2 separate regions of the Ostrinia nubilalis genome follow, and region 1 is linked to region 2. A link is a contact called in public Hi-C data. All regions are on one chromosome and are shown on one strand. Each heading gives the region's core, a stretch centred on a gene start, on an enhancer-like site or on the middle of the called end of the contact. The rest is flanking DNA. Distances are from core to core; before and after follow the strand shown.

Region 1 (2,888 bases), core at 324-2,823, 250 kb after region 2:
AATAAATAATTTCCCCAAACAGTTTTCCACGCACAAGTACATCTGTCACCACCTCGCGCTAAGTGCGTAAAACATCGCGCGTTTTAGCGAACCGCGCTATTGCGTTCGAATTATAAATAGCTGTCAAGTCACTTCAGAAGATGGCGCGAACCGATCGCCCGATGACAGCTTTATACGCCGCCATATTGTAACCCATTTGGTAATGCAGATAAATATTTATTGAGCCGATAACACAGTTTTACGAGTTGATGAGTTCAGTTTATTTTCGTGGGCGATTCTAGGGAAATAGACGGTTTTGCTTGATGATGCGGTCTGGTTAAAACTTTGTTTAGGCAGCCCGATGACGGTTTAGTTCACTTTTTATTGGAAGTTTCTCCATGAAATCATCAAAAAGCTTAAATACTTAGGCTGGGTTGCACTATCTTACTTTAACTTTAACAAACGTCCAAAGTCTGTCAAACTCCATACAAAAAACACTGGTTATGGTAACTCACGGTTAAAATAGGGTGGTGCAACTCAGCCTTAACTTAGTATTGGCAGATAAGTCCAGTCAAAGACCATGGGTGACCCGCGTATGACCCAACAAGCTATTAGGGTTAAGTAACATACATTTGGAGGCCCTGGGCCCTTCAAGCTTCGGACGTTGAATGTTGAAAACGATAATAATATTTCCGACTGAACTAAAGGAACTGCAACTGCTCTTGTAACTACCCTACTAACAACTATTGTCGGCCGTTTGGTGTAGTGGTTCAGAACGGACTACTATGCCGAGAGGTCCCGGGTTCGATTCCCGGCCGGGCAGAAATTGAAATATTGAATTTTAGTTTCTGTGACGGGTCTGGGTGTTTTCTATGTATATTAAGTATATATTATTTACAAAAAAAAGTATTTAAGTATGTTTGTATCCGTTGTGGATGTGGATGTTATGGGTACTAGACCCATAGTACAAGCTTTGCTTAGTTTGGGGCTAGCGGCGCAGTGCAGTGTAAAAATGTCCAAGGATATTTAATTTTATTATTTAACTACTTTTTAATATAATTATTTAATAATTACTGCTGCATGACGATTACAGTTTTTTTGGCATCACTAATTAGATAATTAAAAACCACAAACACTTATCAATCATTTTGAACCCTGCTTGCCGACTATTTCATTTTTCGTCATTTTTCATTTTTCAAACTACTATTGCCATCTAGTGGTTGTCTTGGAAGCTAAATAAAGCACTGGATAGCTCCATCTATATTTTGTCAATTTAACTAAGAAAAGTACTAAGTCAAACTTGTAGATGTCGCTGTACACATTCCAAGACAATGTTTATTTTTTGTTACTAGTAACACTGACACATGTATCTTTTAATTAACGTTCCGTTCCACATTTTAAAGTTCTAAATAATTTTATGGATAATGTTTCATTCATTATTCAGAAATAGAAGAGTAGGTAAATAATATTGTAGATACTAAAATTACATATTTCATGCTAAAAAAATATTTTTGTGGAACACAAATAATTTATTTGATGAGATAATATATTTTCGGTTCTTTTCAAGCAAGTCATTTTATCGTAGAACGGAACGAAGCTTGAATCAAAGCTGCCAACACAAAGATACTAAAATTCAGAAATAACTTGTCGCAAATCCACCATTTTCCCTTTGTAACTTACCGGTGTTCAAAACACGTGCGTACCACCAATTTACATGGAAAACTCGTGTGCTCGCGATTGAAATTATTAACCAAACATCACTAAAAAGTGCGTCGTGTTTCTCTCGACAGGTACGCGTGTTAAAATAACAAAATGAACACGGAAAAGCTGAAGAAACTGCAGTCACAAGTGCGCATTGGGGGCAAAGGCACACCAAGGCGTAAGAAGAAGGTTGTGCACGCGACTGCGGCTACAGATGACAAGAAATTACAGTCTTCCCTCAAAAAGCTATCAGTGAACACTATTCCTGGTATCGAGGAGGTTAATATGATAAAGGATGACGGTACAGTGATACATTTTAATAACCCCAAGGCCCAGGCTTCGCTTGCCGCAAACACTTTTGCGATCACCGGTCATGGGGAGAACAAGCAAATCGCGGAAATGCTCCCTGGCATTTTAAGCCAGCTCGGGCCCGAAGGCTTGAACCAGCTAAAGAGACTCGCGTCGAGCGTCGCCGCGCCAAAACCACATGAAGAGGACGACGAAGTACCTAACCTTGTCGGAAACTTCGACGAGGCTTCCAAACAGGAGGCCAAGGAAGTCATAGCCGAAGACAAGGAAAAGAAAGATGAGAAAAAAGAAACAGAAACCAAAGCTGCAGACAAGAAAACCGACTAAACAACCCATCCACTTAATTTGATCGGTCTAGTTTTTAATTTTGCTCATCCGATGAAGTGATTTTAATGCTAGGGTTTCTAAAGGCTCACGAGGTGTGTCTCAAACTTGTTTTTTTAGTTTGAACTGTTTTGTGTTCCTGAATAAATGTATTTCGAATTTATTGTTTCGCATTTATTGTAGAAATCGTAATTATGTAAATGTGTATTGTGGTATACAATGGAACATCACTTTTTCTTTTTTATTTTACTCGGGCCTTTGGAAATCCTTTATACAGCCATCTCTACTTTGAATCGATAATGCTTGTCTCCTTTTCCATGCACTAATACTTACTGTAATGTAACATAAAAGGGAAATGTGTCGATTTTCTCATAAATAGGCCTTAGCTAAGTGTTGTAATTAACCTATTGTTGAGATATTGGCTATATAGACACATAAATATACAAAATCTATTGCATATTATACATTATTTTTGTCAGCGCACCAGAAAATAGCGATATAATAATATGTATAGTAAATAAAGGTGTAGATCACCTTATAATATTTTTTAATAATGGTATTTTCTAAAGTTGTTG
Region 2 (3,145 bases), core at 490-2,989:
ATTGTAAAATGAAATGTTAATGTTGTAAAATACCTTGTAATCCAGTAATAAAGGCTTATATTATTATTATTATAGTTTCTGATTGATTTGTAAGTAAAAGTTGACCTTGAAAAACTTGACCCTGCAAGTGACAGCAAAATCTATGTTTTTCTTTTGGGTCACTCTCAACTCTAGCTCGAAAATATAATTAACATAGCTTTTTACTTACATCATCACATTTCATGGGGTATTTCCTATAATCGCGTTTTTCTTTCTTGATTCTCTTTTGCTTAGGTTTTGCAGGTTTTCTCTTTTTGTTTTTCGTAGCAGGAACTTCCTTTTTACATTTTCTAGTAAGAACGTCTCGTAGAATTTCTTTATCATCAGAATCATCGTCACTATTATTAAATGAGGGTTTTTCATCGTAATCATCTGTATCTATTTTGACTTTTGTATCGTCGTCATTATCAAGATGCTCACTCTGTATATTTTGGACGTCTATTTTAATTTCTATTTTGTGTACGTTTTCTTGTTTGATAAGTCCGAAATCGTGGACTTGTTTATTCTCACTTCCGTACACAGCTTCTGGATAATAATCTATGGGTGTTAAGAACGTTTCACTGCCGTATACGTCTTCCTTTTTCGTAATGCACACATTCTCCATTGCCTCTACGCTGAAGTTAGTTTTGGCTTTACCATCGTTCTCTTCCCAAAAGCAATAGTTTACGGAATTTTCTTGACAGACAAGGTTTTCGTCTAGCTCTAATTTGTGTCTGTCTATCTTTTTGAGGGATGCAATTGTAATCTGGAAATAAGAAAACATATCATAAAAATCTATAAAATATCCATTTAATCCATATATGCCCAGAACTATTAAGGTCTTAGATTTTTATGTAATTTGGCATATTTACAGATTTTTTATGGGCATCACAAGAGAACATGTACCTCAGAGTTGTTTTTGTACCTCAGAGCAAATAAGGGTTAAGCAGAATTTATTATTCAAGAGATTTTATTTTATTCTTAACTAATTTCACTTGTTGATAAGTTTAAAGTCTAAGGTTACATATCTTCTTAGTACTGTTAATAACTCACTATCACTCTTAAAATTAGTTTGATTTAGGTGTGTTTTTAAAACAAAATGCATAGTAGCAAAATGCGTATTGGTCACTGTACTTTTTGTAATCTAACTGTACCCTGTTTTATGTCTAAGAGTAGGTAGTAGTAACTATCTTCATATTAATAAACTCACTTTTTGTATTTGTAATAAAAAATAGTTAAATTTTAATAGTAAATAACTTACATCATTATTGTTCTCCAATATATCTTTAAGTATCTGTTGAGCTCTCAGTGCTTTTTTTACGAATTTGTAACTTTTATTCAATAGAAACTTGCACATATAACATACGTAGTTACTTGAAATGAAGCCCTGAAATTGAAAAATATATTAGTAAATAAAAACAAAAAATACTCAACTAACTTATGAAGAAGAAGGAAACTAAATAAACAATCTTCAAAATATAATGCCAAGTTGTTTTCCTTTTGTTTGAGGACTTACATGATATCCATTTTGTTTAAATATTTCTTCAATAAAATTTTGAGCGTCCGAGTTTTGTAATTCGCATAATATTCCATCGGATTGAAGGCAAAATCGACATGCTTTCATTTTTGTTCTTAGTTAGTAATAATTAATGGTATTTTAATCCTAAGTAGTATTACTTTAAATGTAAATTATTAAATTGAAAAATGAAATGAAAATACAAATTTTATGGCGAACGAAGTTTTGACAAGTTGACAAAAAATGACAACACACATTCATTCATTTAGCGTTTCGTTCTAAAAACCAATTTATCTTTGGAAATAAATAAAATAATTAATGTCCCTTAAAATTGCGAAAAGTTTGAATCTTTATAAATAATTTAAATTACAAAATAAATAATAAATGCTTCAGTCGCAGAAGAAAAATAATTGACCCTTTATAAAAAAAAGTCTTGAGACATTTGCATGCTTTTAGTTTTCGATACAAATAACAGATGGCTCTTATTGCGTAAAAAGCACAAGGTCTCCAGCAGGGCTGGTGCTGGTACACAGTATTGCACTAGTTACAAGAAAGAATAACATTAATCTATACTCTGATTTTTAATTCGACGGAATTTTGACATTTCAGAAGTGTTGCCAACATTGAAACATTCCCATTATGAATGGAGAGCATTTTCACAAATTAAAAAATAATCCTTTCTTGAATTTAAGGTTTCACTTGAAAAACTAGGGCTTAAAAATGTACTGATCATTTCAAAATGGTTATTTGAATTTTTATTATCATATTTTTGAAGTTACAAAAAAAATTGGGAAATTATTTTTCTATTACTGGACTCCCTGGTCAATAATCCATGGGTTACAAACCTTTTTTATGAAAATCCTTTTATTAATAAAATCTTAGCTTCATAAAATAACCAATTTAACAAGATGCCAATTTTATAATCCAAGTTGATTATGATGACGATAATGATGATTGATGATCAATACATATTTTCGTTTATGATAATATGTTGTTTTACTGTGTTAAAAACACGTTTTTTTCTATTTAATCTCTAAAATGTACATAATGATTAGTGTACATTGAATTCACAAAACAAACGATAGTTCATTCTTGTAAGTTGTACTTGATGAAATTTCATTTCATATTATTTATTAATAATTCAAAGCAAAAAAGGCTGATTACATCTGAATTGTCAAAAAATGACAGCTGTCAGAATTCCGTCGAATTAAAAATCGGACTTTAATTTATTATCTTTCAGAGCAGATATTTAAAGTTGCTTATAAAAAAATACATGCGTTTCATGAAATTTGTCCTATAATAAATATTAATAGTGTTTGTGAACACCCTAATCTATTAATGATAACCTAATAATTAATAATCTATTGTCTTTAATTGATCACATAAGGCCGCCCACCCACTGCTCACTAATTATTGCGGCTATTAAGTATAGCATCAATGTGGAGACAAAGAAACAATAACCAATTACTAGGACCGTAGTAGACTTACTTTAATATTTTTGTATCGGCTAACGAATTTGTGTATCGTGTTTCCTCTTAGTTTTGGAAATTCATGTTTTTCTATTGTATTGAAGCCTTCCACTAATAGGTGGATCGAAGATCTGGTGAAGGT

What was found. Hi-C and Micro-C count contacts between places; a contact is called where the count stands out from the background.
Region 1: a Hi-C map of whole body shows a contact between it and region 2, with 6 times the contacts expected there. The contact joins the promoter of LOC135083906 here to the promoter of LOC135083961 in region 2. A contact is called at or near these places in 2 of 5 Hi-C or Micro-C datasets (whole body and whole larva).

The regions. Positions count from the first base shown.
Region 1 is chr24:10,670,701-10,673,588 of ilOstNubi1.1, forward strand. It overlaps LOC135083906 (transcription factor BTF3 homolog 4-like), which reads left to right and starts at 1,574. Exons shown (of 2, transcript XM_063978662.1): 1 at 1,574-1,674; 2 at 1,770-2,888. The coding sequence starts at 1,792. The coding sequence ends at 2,316.
Region 2 is chr24:10,423,939-10,427,083 of ilOstNubi1.1, forward strand. LOC135083961 (zinc finger protein 852-like) reads right to left here and starts at 1,740. Exons shown (of 6, transcript XM_063978724.1): 1 at 1,535-1,740; 2 at 1,280-1,405; 3 at 209-784. The coding sequence starts at 1,642.